Regions from separate parts of the Mus musculus genome. Here region 1 is linked to region 2. Evidence: chromatin contacts called from public capture Hi-C data. All regions are on one chromosome and are shown on one strand. The core of a region is the stretch at or near the end of the contact, and the rest is flanking DNA. Distances in the headings are between cores, read along the strand shown.

Evidence for each region. Capture Hi-C pulls out chosen DNA fragments and counts their contacts.
Region 1: a contact with region 2 is called in a capture Hi-C map of macrophages, with 4 times the contacts expected there. The contact joins the promoter of Ergic2 here to the promoter of Etfrf1 in region 2. A contact is called at or near these places in 2 of 39 promoter capture datasets (erythroid cells and neutrophils) and 2 of 9 other capture datasets (adipose tissue and macrophages).

What each region holds. Positions count from the first base shown.
Region 1 is chr6:148,207,160-148,214,061 of GRCm38.p6, reverse strand. Ergic2 (ERGIC and golgi 2) reads left to right here and starts at 1,688. Exons shown (of 14, transcript NM_026168.4): 1 at 1,688-2,092. It overlaps 4732416N19Rik (RIKEN cDNA 4732416N19 gene), which reads right to left and starts at 1,774. Exons shown (of 2, transcript NR_015615.1): 1 at 1,632-1,774.
Region 2 is chr6:145,206,962-145,214,327 of GRCm38.p6, reverse strand. Etfrf1 (electron transfer flavoprotein regulatory factor 1) reads right to left here and starts at 3,181. Exons shown (of 3, transcript NM_133688.3): 1 at 3,076-3,181. It overlaps Casc1 (cancer susceptibility candidate 1), which reads left to right and starts at 3,358. Exons shown (of 16, transcript NM_177222.4): 1 at 3,358-3,521; 2 at 5,890-5,907. The coding sequence starts at 3,519.

The DNA of each region.
Region 1 (6,902 bases), core at 439-2,938, 3.0 Mb before region 2:
TGTGATCCAATCAAATTTGAGGCTGGTGGTGATGTTCATATATAAAGAAGAATAGATTTGGGTTAGGAATAAGACATGCCGGGCGGTGGTGGCACACGCCTTTAATCCTAGCACTTGGGAGGCAGAGGCAGGCGGATTTCTGAGTTCGAGGCCAGCCTGGTCTACAGAGTGAGTTTCAGGACAGACAGGGGTACACAGAGAAACCCTGTCTCGAAAAAACAAAACAAACAACAAAAAAAGAATAAGACACAAAAGCCACTTGAGGTACATGTGAACCTTAGAGAGTAATATTAGTTTCTCTTTTGTTATTAACTAGCTAAAGCTTGTCCCCAATCTACGGAGAATTAAAAGGATGTCATAAAAATATAGTTTGAGCATTTTAACCCTACTCCTAAACCTCTCTTCAATAAATGAAACATAATGGGATGGAGTCTCTAAAAAGCAGACTGTTTCCCATATATTATGCCACCAATAATATGAAAATTAACCTATAAAGTCAGGCAGGTCTTCCTGGCAATGTAGTTCAGTGGTACAGCTTCACTTGTATCAGGCTCCAAATCTGATGCCAAGCACCAGACAAAACAACAAAACGAAGCAAAGAAAGAGAAGCATTAAAGAAAACCAGAGAAGCTAAATGATTGATTCATTGGTTAAGAAGTTTCACTCTTCGGGAAAAATTAACTTTTATGCTTGTTAGCTTTTAAAATTGTTTTTCTAAAAATAGCAGGGTCAAATTATTTAGTTTTGCTATGTTGTGAAACCCAACTCTCAGGGGGATCGTTATTACTCTAAAGGAAACGTGCCCTGGAGACAAAGGATCAGGTGTAACTAAATGAACAACAGTCCTGCCTTTATCCAAGCTACAGCCTATACACTGTAGACCTGGGTATGGAGACGACAGGGAGGAGCTGCCGATAGATTACAAGTGAGGTAAGTTTGCATTTTAGACATGTATCAACACATTATTATGCCCATTTGACAGATGAGGGGATAGAGATACAAAGAAATGCAATATGCTCAAAGTCACGATATTAACAAGTTAGATTGGATATTTAATTTAGGTAATCTTGGCTTGAGGCTGTGTTTATTATCCACGAACCTTAAGTCAAATAGGAATTTATGATTAATTGGAGTAGTCTTGAAAGTCTGGAGATTAAATTGCCACCAGAGTGCATGCATTTGTCCTTGGTTTGAAGGATGAGGGTCTCTTTTCAGTAAAGGAGTATACACACAGTCAATCTGTAGTCAAGATCTCCCAGCCTGTTTCTCTTTGACAGCTCTTAACTACTCTTTACCTCCCTCTTAAAACTCAAACCCTTACCTACTAACCAAGTAAATAGTGGTATTTCTTGGCAATAGTATTGTGAAGATTAGAGAAAACAGTGCTTTCTGTGTAGACATTCGTCATAAGTACGCTTTCCTTAAAACTGTTTTTAAACCACAACGCGTGCCTGTAAAATTTGGTAGCAAATGGGTAGGACGGGAGCTTGAGTGGGTTCCTCTCCAGCATTTCGGAGCCAACTTTTTTTCCAAAGCCCCTCTATTCCGTCCTGTGCTGTGAAGGGCCATGAGCACACACTGTCGGGCTTTCTTGCGTAGCTTACTTTTAGGGAATCCTTAAGCACACTGACCGAATAATCGAAACCGTTCTCCACGCCCGACAAGGGAGGTTTAGGTGTTGTAGACCGGAATAAATGAAGACGCAAAGCCGGAGGCCTCTCAACCACCTGAGCTGCAGTGTGGCCGGCGCCTTAAGGTGGCTGGTGATCACTTCCGGTCTGTAGTGCGGAGCGCCGTTCCAGTCGGTTTGTCTCGGGGTCAGGCGGAAGGTAACTTCCCCTTCCTGGAAAGGGACCGGCCTCCTATTTTCACTTAGTTTCCACGTAGCCACGCCCCTTTCAGGTTGACCGCGCCGCTTGATTAGATCACATACCGTCAACGCGGAAAGTATCGCGAGTTCTCCATTTGCGCTCCCTTCGGACATGGTCAGCCGTGAGAGTTGCTCTTGTTCTCGCGAGATCTTCGTGTGCGCCGGGCTCGGGCGACCCGGGCTTCTGTGAAACATGGCGGTCGGCTGGGACCGTACCACTAGGTAAGACGCTAAAACCCTGCCGGGGCCGTTTCCTTCGGCGGTTACGGGCGGACGGGGACCTGGGCGCGGCTGAGGGGGCTCCCAGGCCTGGCACTGGCCTGTACTCGTCGCGGCTCTGCGGAGCAGCTGGCCGCGGAGCCGCTCCGCTGCCCGGGGGCGTTCCTGCCGAGTGCCGCCGGCGTCCGCGCCCGCGGCCAGGGAGCTTCGGTGATCGGCCGCGCCCTTCGTTGTCTCGTCCAGGCTGTCGTGGACAGCAGCGACCCTGCCAGCACCGTGGTCACTCTCGCCGTAAATTAAAAGCCGGGCCTAGAGAGGGGCCGGGGCGGGCGCAGACGCCGAGGCAGGTGGTGTGTGTGTGTCCCGTTTGTCAGCTGTTGACCCATCCAGGGGATGACGGCTCAGCTCCTGATACGGGACCGCCGTGGGTATCGTAGACGAGATCTCGGAGATCTACGGGCAAACGTGTCATTAACTTTAGGCGTGCAATTCGGTGCCCTAGGCTATAGGCAAGTAACAGCTGTTTCGGTGTTTCGAGATAGGCTTTCGTTCGGAAGCAATTAAAGATAGTTAAATTAGGCATTCTTCATTGGTTTGAAGTTGTAATTCCGAATTTCACTTCTCCAACCTCCAGTGTACGTCCGTACCTAAAGAAACGAGTGTGCTGCTGCCTTGCGGAAGGTCTCTTTGCCTACCTTTCTTATTAGTTAACCTTAAGTTACTATTCCAGCTTGTAGAGGAAGATCCTGAGAAATAGAAATTCCATGCTTTTGTAGTGAGGGTCCTGGGAAGCAGCTTTCTTTCAGATAGTAAACTTGACTGCTTTGCTGAGTATTACACCTGATTTCACTTCGGAGGTACACATTAAAGAAACATGGCAAGTTAGAGGACTTCTGAAAGGAAGTCACTGTAGTCTAGAACATGAACAACAAAGATTTACAAAACAGCATTTATTTTCACCAGGGTTTGCCATTTAAATAATTCATTTTTAAACAGAAGTTGGTTTTAGACTGTGTGTGCTACAAATTCTTTTTAATAGTTTTCCTAGATTTTAATTTGGTGTTTTAATGACAGCTTGTCTTTTGACTTTTGTGCCCTAGTTTCCTCACCAATAAAATGAGAATCTTATAGTAATACTTACCTCAAAAAGCCAGAGAAGTGCTTCAGTAGAGACTGAAGAAGATTTGTTTTTTTCGAGACAGGGTTTCTCTGTATAGCCCTGGCTGTCCTGGAACGTACTTTGTAGACCAGGCTGGCCTCAAACTCAGAAATCCGCCTGCCTCTGCCTCCCAAGTGCTGGGATTGAAGACATGCGCCACCACTGCCCAACTAACACCCCACTTCTATTTTGATTAATAACTGGCAGCCCATATGTCCTACCCTTTTAGATAATAATCTGGAAGGAATTCTGAGAAGTTGAAGACCCTCAGATTTGTCATAACAGCTAGTAAGAAGTCCCCAGCAAGAGAGTTTGCTGATTGGTTTGTGTTTTTCCGGTCACAAAGCTTGTACAGTATATTACTTGCTGTCCCAGGAACTTTTTTTTTTTTAAATCATTAAGAAAGTTATAAGATTAGACCATTTACTGTAAACTGGGAGGCTTAAAATAGTGGAAGGGCCCTGTTTTCTCAGAAGGCCTGGGACATGGTGCTTCTTTGGTGTTCTGGCTTCTGAGCAACCCAGGACAACAGGTCACTCTACTCTCTCTGTATAGCATCTCCCTTGTATATTGGGTCTTCACACAGACTTGAAAGGACATCCATCAGTCTTTAATTTGGGATCGTCCTAATCCACTATGATTTCAACTAAGTACGTTTTCAAAGACTTTTTTTAAAAATATATTTTATAAATAGAAGGTGACTCAAAACATTTGTAATAGAAGATAAATTGTTGTTCTCTAACATCTACATGAGTGCAATGGTACAGGTGCCCCCTCCCCAATAAATTTCATTAAATAAGTTTCATTTCAAAATAAATCCTTTTTGTTTGTTTGTTTGCAGAAGTAATCAAACTCAATTTGAAAAGCAGGTGTGTGTGGTGTCCTCAGTTCTGTATCCTGTTTCTTACGTATCTTAAGCAGTTGTTCTAAGTATTGTCTTAGCTGCTATCACCATATCCTTGAGGTTTTACTTTTGTTTAAATATACAGGACAGTTATGGGAGATAGCAAACAAACCAGATGTAGTATTGGAAATCACTGTGGTGTAAACACAGTGTCTGCCAGTAGACAGAAGCATCATGCAGAAACTCCCAAGTCTGGGTTTTATGGAACAATGTGGAAATGTATATAAGAGCAGTGCCAGGAAAGCTGGGTATGAAGATGGACAGAGATAAAGTTACAGTGTTAAGTTTACTAAAAAAGGATATCCAAAACAAACCTGTGTTGTCTACTGTATCATTTCTTTTTCTTTTAATTTTCTTTTTCTTCTATATGAATGGGTGTTTTACCTGGATAGTGTGTGCATACACACCACATGTGTACATAGTGCCTTTGGAGATTCAGATGATGGTGGAATGACAAAAGTAAGATGAGTACTGATGGGTCCGGGTGCAGAAGCCATGGGGAAGCTCTAGATGTATATAAGTGTGCAGAGAAGTTGGCAACCAGTCCTGGAGGCAGGGGCACTGGAATTTGGAACAGACTTTGCAGCTGGACTGCTTGGGACTAAATCTCTGTTCTTCGTAGAACCACTTGCACCTTCCTGCGAAAAATGTATGACTGTTCTTATTTATAAGGAGGAATAAAGGTGGCATCCACAGCATTGAAGTTAATAGTAAAGTGCATTGAGTTCTACTGGGAGTTAGCAGTCGTCATACTGTTAGTAGGGGATGGGAGACTTCAAAGAGAAGAGGTAGAAAGAGAAATAGGACGTGACTTTTCCTTGAGAGTCTTAGGAATGAAGTATTGAGTGGGAATTACAACACGAGGATTTCATAAAGAGCAGGTTAATTTTTTTTTAAAGTATTGGATAACTTGGCCATGTCGTAACAGTGGTTTTATATGGTGTCAAGTGTTAGAGATGGAATGGCTTTCTTGGAAGTAGTTGTGAGGTTGTTGGAATGGGATAGGAGACGATGCAGAGTGACAGCCTGTTTCCTTCTAAAACAACAGTTCCAGAAAAGAATCATGGCGGAGGCCTGAGACTGGGTAATAGCCAGATGGTACTGTGTGGCTGAATGGAATGGGAATGGCGTAGATTGTGTTTGTTCCGGGGTTTGTGAAACTTAACAGATACTTGCCGTACTTTCACAGTATAGTATAAATTAAAAAAACACTTTACTTGTTAAGCTTATTATGAAAACTAAGTTTTGGAAGTAAAATCCTCTCTTCATTTTTTTCAACATAGTTATAATACAGCCATTGTTTAGAGCTGTTGACTCTGTATTGAATAGTGCCAAATTCTTCCTCATGTATAGTGTTTTAAAGTGTTCATTTACCCAAATATGACACTATTTAGATTTGCAGTCTGTACTATTATATGTGTTTTCCTTCCTTCCCTCAATACTTACAGGCATTGGCACTGTGAAGGTGAAGTTAGACACAGTGCTTTTCTTGACTGACCTGTAGAGAAAATGGAATGTGCAGTCCATGCTAGACACACAAGGCGCAGAAGAGTAAATGGAATCAGCCATTGTGAAAGCTGGGGGAGAGGACAAGGACTAATTCTGGCAGAGAGGAGAGCATGAACACTGAAAGGTTTTTAGTGTTGCTGAAACTTAGACTGCAAGACTTGATTTGATGGACTTGGTTTGTGAAGGATTCTGTAAGCCATGAGGATGGTCAAGGGAAGGTAGACAGAAAAGTAGAAGACTGCTGTTGAGTATTTCAGTGGTGGACCACTAGGAGAGAAAGGTAAGGTGGTAGTTTTCTGAGGGATTGGAGCTGAAATGATTCAGAGGAATCCAAAATATAGATGAAAAATGAGGGAATCACTTGGAAAAATGAGCATCATGTCAGCTTTCAAAACCTGGGTGTGAAGCAGTTTGGCTTCTCAACTTTTGGTTGTAAGATTGGGGGGGGCTCACTGACTGAGTTCTTAGGTCAAGGCAAGAGGCTGCTTCATGAGAAAGGAGGTCTCTTTCTTCTCCCCCTCTTTTCCCCCTTCTTCCCCCCCCCCCCTCATGCACACACATATACACAGGATCAGGGTGAGAATATGAATATAAATACATTCTAAATAAGGCTACAGTATGAAGTGTTTCTCTTGAGCTCAGTACCTCCAAAGATAACAGCCCTGAGGGCCAGTTTGGTCAGGACGTGGGAGGGGAATAAGATTTAGAGTTAAACTCAGTGAGCAGAGGCAGCACATTCCTTCAAGTTGTGAGCTAGGTGTGCTGTCAGAAATCTGTACATAAGAGTTGGACTGAGTTTAGGGGACAGCAGTGCTTTTCATTAAAGATGCACAAACATTTTTAGTGGTTAATGAGAGACCTATGGTGATGGCTCAACCTGGTGCTTGCTGCACAGGCTTGAAGGCTGGAGTTTGTATCTTTAGTGCCCATGTTAAAAGCTCTTTGTGGTGACATGTACCTGACATAATCCTAACAGTGGGGAGAGAGATAAGAGAATGCAAGGGACTCGTAAGGTATCCAGGCTCCGGCTGTATGAATTGATCAGGTCCAGGTCCATAGGAGACCTTGAAGGCGGAGAAATTGAAGAGAATGCTTAGCATTGATCTTTGCACATGTATACGTGTACATACACGAGCAGATGCCCCTATATACATCACACACATATAAAAAAATCATGTCATATACAATGAATAGATTGGGTGATTGGAAGGTCAGCCTTAAGTTTCTGCTTAGGTTTGTAA
Region 2 (7,366 bases), core at 1,932-4,431:
TAGGAAGTACGATGTATGTACTAGAAAACTATTTCTCAACCTTCCTAGTTCTGTGACCCCTTCATATAGTTCCTCACGGTGTAGTGATTCCCAACCATAACATTTCACTGTTGCTTTGTAACTGTAATGTTGGTACTGTTATGAATCATAAACATCTGACAAGCAGATGGTCATAGGTCACCCCTGTGAGGATCATTTTGACCCCAAAGGGGTCATGACCCAGGGGTTGAGAAATACGGTAGTAGAAGCACTACAAATGGAACTGCCCATTTGGCAGTAAGTGCCACCTAGTAAAGGTGTGCACCTGTAGACTTGAGTGTTGTGTGCATGTGTGTGGTTTTTAGTGACCTTTCTATAATCTGGTACTAGCTTGTTCCCATATTACAGGATTTATTTTTATTTTAGCTTCCTGTCAGTAATTCTAAAACTCATGTCCAACAGCAAAAAAGCTGGTTCCTATTATCCTCATTAATTGACTTTTTTGGATCATCACTTCTACTAGAACCAAATTCTTACCACTGTCACCACCTCGTACCTTCCCTCCCAGATCCCACTCTTGCCTGGAATGCTCACCCTGTCCTAACTCCAACAACCTGTGCCACTACCCTCTCCACCCAATCAGTGTCCTCTTCTGCTAGGCTGCTGTCACAAACCACTTTTACCTGAGACCTGTTTCCTTTGTCTTGAATTCTTAAGGTCTCCCAGCCCTTCATCCTGTCCCTTAAGGCTGCTGCTTTTGCTTAGAGCCAGACAACTAATATCTTTTGGACTGTATTATTCAGGAAAAATAAAATTTCAAAGTAGATTATTTTTAAAGATGAATTAAAGGTTACTTTACAATTAACTAGCAGAAAATGGAGATTCTCAAAATTCGTCCAAAAATTATTGTGTTGAGCTGGATGGAAGCTGAGGCAGGGGAAGACCCTTAGTTCAAGGAGAGCTATGATTGAAGTTACATAGTGGCACCCTGTCACTAATACTGACAATTGTGACTGGTGTTGCGTTTAGTGTCCAAGTGTACAGATCCTAGTTGATTCTGCTTGCTTCCTCTTGGGAAGAGTAGTGAGTGTCCACTGAGGTTTGCTAGGGTTGACTCATAGTCACTCATGGGCTCCAGCTTCCAGAGTCTTACTGCCATAACCATCTCTCTCTTTTCTCTTTTAATTTCATGGTTTGTTTTCTTTCCCTGAAGATTTAGTGTAATACTGAAAGGTAATTTAACAGGTGTGTTTAACTAATAATATTAACAGTGGGAGTAGGGAGAGAGGGGAGGAGTAATATAATACCAGGATGGTATACCTTGTTGAAGAATGACTTAAAACTATGTGGCTTGAAATTATTATATAGATAAAACTTGGCATTTGTAACTTGTGAAAGCTTTTAGAGACCTGCCTTAGTTCTCCTTCCCAATTGCTTTTCCCACAGAGTATGAGTAATAAAAGATTCGCCTACCCCTGCCCCATGCACTTTGATGGTAATTTATGATACAGTTGATTTTCAGGAATTTTTAGTTTATTTTTGCTGCTGGGAAAAACCTTTAGTTTGCAAACTAGAAAACAACTTAATTGCTGCAGAGACCTGCATGGAGTCCTGGAAGTTATCAAAGTTGGATGAGTGCATGGCTCAAAGTCACGGGCTATTCCAGGAACATGGATATGTGCAAGGAGGAGCTGTAAGTCCTTTCTCCCTGGGGACTTTGAGTAAAGGAATGATGGCGTTGTCATTTTAGTAGGACACTATTATTTCTAATAGGGGCTTGATGCCCAATGATGTTATTCTGCCCCATGATGTTCAAGTGACCAAAAAAAAAAAAAAAAAAGCTGAAGGAAATGGAGACGGCAGTGTATTGTTTCAGTGGTCTAGTGAACTAGACTCAGTATTCCTTCAGACTGTACTGGAAAACTGTCCTGTCAGATTTCCCCATACCAGAGGTTGTGCGACCATACGCCTTTAGATGGTACAGGTACATGACAGGAGAGAGGGGCTAGTACAACCCGTGTCAAGATGAAGAGATGCCAGAAAGCAGCCCTCTTATTACTCACAAATCCTGCCCAGGGACTAGAGGACATCAAAACTCAAAAAAGCATGCACAGAGTCTTGAACCATGGGATCTAACACATCTCTACTATTAGTTTTCCTCTTAGGAGAGAAGTTGATAATGACACAGTGATTTTGAGTAAGGCCATTTCTCCTGAGTCACCATGTTAATTACTGTACTTCCACACCACTTCCTAGTTTAGTCTGAGGTTTTCTGTCACTAAACACTAGTAGTTGCTTTGTTGAATAATTCAAAACAAAGGCTACCTTCCATACCTCAACAGCTAAGATAAAACAAATTTGAATTTATATGCAGTAGGTGTTAAGTTTTTATCTCATTACCAAGGTTCGGAGGGCAGTAAGGTCTTAAGTGTTGTGCAACCAATGACCTTAACCCACAAAAACTAGCTGTCAGTCCTACTGAACAGAACATTTAGTTTATGTAAGGGACAGAGCATTAGTACTCTATCTTGGGTTAGACGGGCCGTAAGCTGGGGTTGGGTTAAAGAACTGTCTCCATTCCTCTACGTCTCAAGTGCCTTTTCTTATGGAGAAGGGCTGAAATTCTGCAGGCTGCCACAACAGTACAGCGCTCCGTGACCTTGGGACAACAATGGCTTACTGGTTCTTAGAAGTCACGTTAAACTAGTGTGTGAGCAGCTCTTGAGAAGGGCGAATGCTTTGCATAGAAACTAAACTCCCACGATCAGTGAAGAATCTGTACTACTTTAATATCAAGGTAGCGACCCTCTTGGAGCTCGCCTTTGTGGCCAGATGACTCCCTGGGGGACCCGCCCGGAACCTATGGCTTCACCTAGTCGTGAGCTGGCGCCATTCCCCAGATCCCCCGGGAAGGGCTCGTCCAGACGCAAAAGAAGCGAGGAAGAAACCTTTTTACAAGGCTGGCCGTGGCGGGCCTCGGCTATAACCCCAGCTCTCAGGAGGAAGCTGAGGGATGCCCGCGAGTTCCAGGTCAGCCTGCGTTTCAGTGTGAGACGCAGCTCTCCCCACGCCCGGAAGCCCTCGCCTAAGGCATACTTCACCACCAGCAGGTCTGGGGTCCAGACGACAGCTTGCTCAGACCGCCTCACTCCAGCGCTTTGCGGCACCACGGCCGTAAATGCTCCGACCGTCTGCCGGAAGTGGGCGGAGCTGAGAGGCGGGGGTGGGCTCAGGGCGGGACTACAGGCAGCAGTGTATGGGACTCGAGGCCGCTTTCTTTGCTGGGGCGGGGCATCAGGCGGAAATGGGCGGGATTAGGTAAAAGCCGCGATGTGGGCGTACCTTATGTGGGAAGTGTGGCTTGTGTAACCAGTCTACGACTTGGGCAGTACTCACCGGAAGACTACAGTGCGATTGCGCAGGTTGTCCTTCGCAAAACACTGGGAGTTGTGAGTGGGCGTGGCCTGTCGTCTTGACAACCGTGAGCGTTCCTGCTCTGCAGAGTTCACTTATCCCTAAGCAAAGTTCCTGCTTCTGTCATGGTAAGCCAGGAAAGTGAGGGAGACAGGAAAGGGGCAAGTGCGGATTCCACTTCAGCGCTGTCGAGGGAGGGCAGGCAGACAGGGGCAGTGCGATCCAGAGGTGGCGAGATCCAGATCTTTGCAGTGACTAAACTTTACTAGCTTCCGGTGATGTACATTCCCACTTTGGCTCTGACTGCCTTGTCAGAAAAGTTTTCATTCCAACGCAGAACAATATGGAGCAAATTTCGTGTGTTGTTTCCCATTCTCCATCAAGAGATCATCAATTATCACACTCGTTGAGGGGAGATTCAGAGTGCATTATTTGTGTTTGCTGGCTGGAAGCCAGAGACACACAAAGGAGAATATTACAGCCCTCCGGCTCTGTCAGTTAAGCAGAATATCAGACACAAGCTTTACCAAGGTAACAGCTGGTGTATCTAAAGCGGAGTAATCAAGCTATTAAGGGTAGGAGAGAAGAAAAGATTGGTGCTTTTCAGTCTCTTTTAAGATATAAGTATGTATTTTCTGTAAGTGGTGGGAAGAAATGGGTAGTGAAGGCCTCCCCTGGCAAGACCCCCAATGGGTCATCAGCCAAGTTAAGACTGCTGGCAAATTACAAGAACAAGCACGTATTTGCTACATCGAAAGGTGGATTTAATTTCTTTTTCCTATCTACATAGCACTGTTTCTCAAAGACTTCCAAGCCATTTGGGGGAATATTTAAAATGTAGATTCCAGGAGGTTGCAGCTTCAAACCTAACTGTATCATGGGGCTTCCAGGAAACAAAGTACCATAAACATGTTTGCTTAAACAGTAGAAACTGCTTACCTCACCATTCTGGAGACTGAACATCTGGGGTCAGGGTGTCAGCATGGGGGCAGGGATTTATTCAGATCTCTCTTCTACTTCTAAATAGTTCTTTAGTGTGTAGCAGTGTAAACTCATTTTTTTCATACGATGCTTATTTTCTTCATGAGGGTCTGTATCCAAGATTCCTCTTTGTAACCTGTACCAGCCATATTGAGCCAGAGGCCTGTCCAGTTCCAGTATCAGCTCTTCTTAATTGGGTGAAATAATTACAGACCCTTTTCATAAGCAGGTCAAACGCTAACACACAAGAAGTTAAGATTTTAGTATATGAATTTGAAAATGCATAATTCAACCCCACAATCTAAGGAAGTATACAATTCAGGAAGGGAAGCAACTATACTGTAAGTCCAAGAGGACAAATTTCTCAAAAAGCTTGTCAGGAAGTCCTTTGCCACTTGAACGTTGAAAAGTTTTACTACTGATGGCTCTTATGTTTATGTGAAGGATAAAGATAGGACTTTCCCCACACCTGTTTCATGTTAGAAATACTAGTGAGGGATAAAAATGTGCCCATCATCTTTAGGATATGCTCTTTGAGGAGGATATTTACATAGCCTACCATACAGTATTTGTTTCAAGATGGAAATATGTTAACAATGTGTCAGGGAATACTACAGCCAGGATAAAAATTATTTGTAAAAATCACATGAGAGCAAAGCCTCCCTCGTTGCTCTCTCCCTGATGAATATTTATGGAGAGAATTTCTGAAATGTGTGCACCTTGCAGGAAGATGTCGTCTAAATCTCATTTACTGTGTGCCAAATTTGGCACTGGCATTTTAGAATGATGTTCCCATGGCTCGAACCAGCCCTTCCTATGTGCAGCTCTTCAGATATGTAAACTGTGTAATTTACACTCAGACGGCCTCTTACAGGTTCTTTACCAGAGAGCTGATGGGCACACAGGCCTTCTCAGGAGTTTACGAATAGCATCACGGGAAATACCTGTACTTGTAAATCAGTATTGAAGGACAGAGCTTTCCAAAAAGAGCAGACTGACTGTAAATCATGTGGCTGGGCAGTCTTCACTTCATCGTTAATTGGCAAACTTGAAGAAACTGATTCTCTCCCCATTTTTAAAAAAAAATACTATCAATCTTATGTAATAGAAAGGTTTCTTTTAGACAGCCGCTACATCTGCAAATTTGAAATAGTATCAATAGTCAGTAATGCGTGGAGATTTAGGGCATCTTTTCAACCAGTCCTTTTTTAGCTTGCTCTCCTATCACAGACTCATTGATATAGGAAATTGTATTGACTAACTCAAAAAGATGCTTCGTGAGAAATCTTGTGGGTTTTCTTGCCTGTGTTTTCAGTTTGTTCTGACTTCTTTTTATAGTATTTTTTCAGTTTAAGGTAGCCAAAGAGTCACAGAAAAGTTGCAATGGAGGCACAAAGGAAATTCCCTCGGGCTCTTCTCTAGCTTCTCCTAATTAATGTATTTTGTGATGCTCTGTTGAAAGTATCTGAATACTGTTTTAAAATGTGTCAATTCTTTTGTTTTCCAACTTTTTAGGCTCCCAAATCAAAAAAGGTATGTAGAAATTATGTTTTCAAAATAAATAGTTTTATGATCATACTGTACAAATGAATATCTTTTGGAATTTTATAATAATTTTCTAGTTAGTTATAGTTTATCGAATTTGCTACTCACCTTTTAGATAATAATGTTATTTACATCATTGGATAATTCTTCATAGTTACAGATGTGTTTCCCATTTGATGGTATTTCTAGTTTGAAAACATATAGATTGCATTTAGTGCTGACCGGTGTCTGGCTATGAGGCTTCACCTTTTTCTTCTACTGTAGAATATGTTAGGTTAGTCCTTCCTTTTCTCTATTTCAGATAAACATAAGCCATAGTTACAGTCCTCCTGTGACTAAAACAGGACCTTCAGCTAGCACACTTGTGGTTTTCTGCTTTTGTTTGTACAGTGTAGAAACTGAGGTTGAATAAAGGAGATACTACCCATATGTCTGGGATATCTTTTTCTCCTCTTTGCTTTGTAGATTGATAACTTTAAAGCAGATATTTTAATCTCCTAATTACAGGTCATATTTAGCCTACCAACAGATTATGTTTTACTTGAAAAAAATTTCTTTCTTTCTTTTTTTTATGTCAGTTCTTAAAGTGTGCCATAGTATCTCACACTTGTAATCCCAGCTTGTAGGAGGTTAAAGTAGGGAGATCATGAGTTTTAGGCCAGCTTGGGCCCAAAACAACAACAAAACCCCTCATACATGGCCAGTCGAGTCCCCTCCCAAAAGTGTAATAACACAATTAAGCAATTACCAAAGACATTTGATTTGCTCTGGTCATGACATATGGAAAACGATCACATTGGTCCTGAGGTCCTATAAAGCAGCGTCCGTAGAGTTCAGCAGAAGCCACCTGCAGGAGCGTAAAAGGCACGTTGATCTTTCCACCGTCCTGTCTGTGCTCAGAAACTGGTCTCTGTTGCCTCCCCGACCACAGCAGAGGCTTTTTGTTTTGTTTTTTAATCTCAGTGGTCTGTTCTCCATAAATCCCACCACCCTCTCTTGAAAAATCATTACATTCAGCCCTCCTAATCTATGGTTTCTGCATCCATGGATTAAAGCGGACATAGAATTGTCTCAGAATAATGACCAGAATGCTGGACATGGTGGTGCTTTCTTGTGATCCCAGGGGCAGAAGGACCACAAGTTCTAATGCAGCCTCGGCTACACAGTGGCCTTACAACAACAACAACAACAACAACAACAACAACGAGAATGGGTGTTAGAGAGATGGTACTGTGGTTAAGAGCACTTGCTGCTCTTGAAGAGGACCTGGTTCCCAGCATCCACATGGTGGCTCTCAATTGTATGACTCTAGTTCCAGGGGATCCAACACTTCTGTGAGCACCAGGCATACCTTCAGACAAACACTCATTCACATACAAGTTTTTAAATAAATGTGGTAATACAGAGCATGTCCCGTGTGTCTCGGAAAGCCAGAAGAAACACCTTG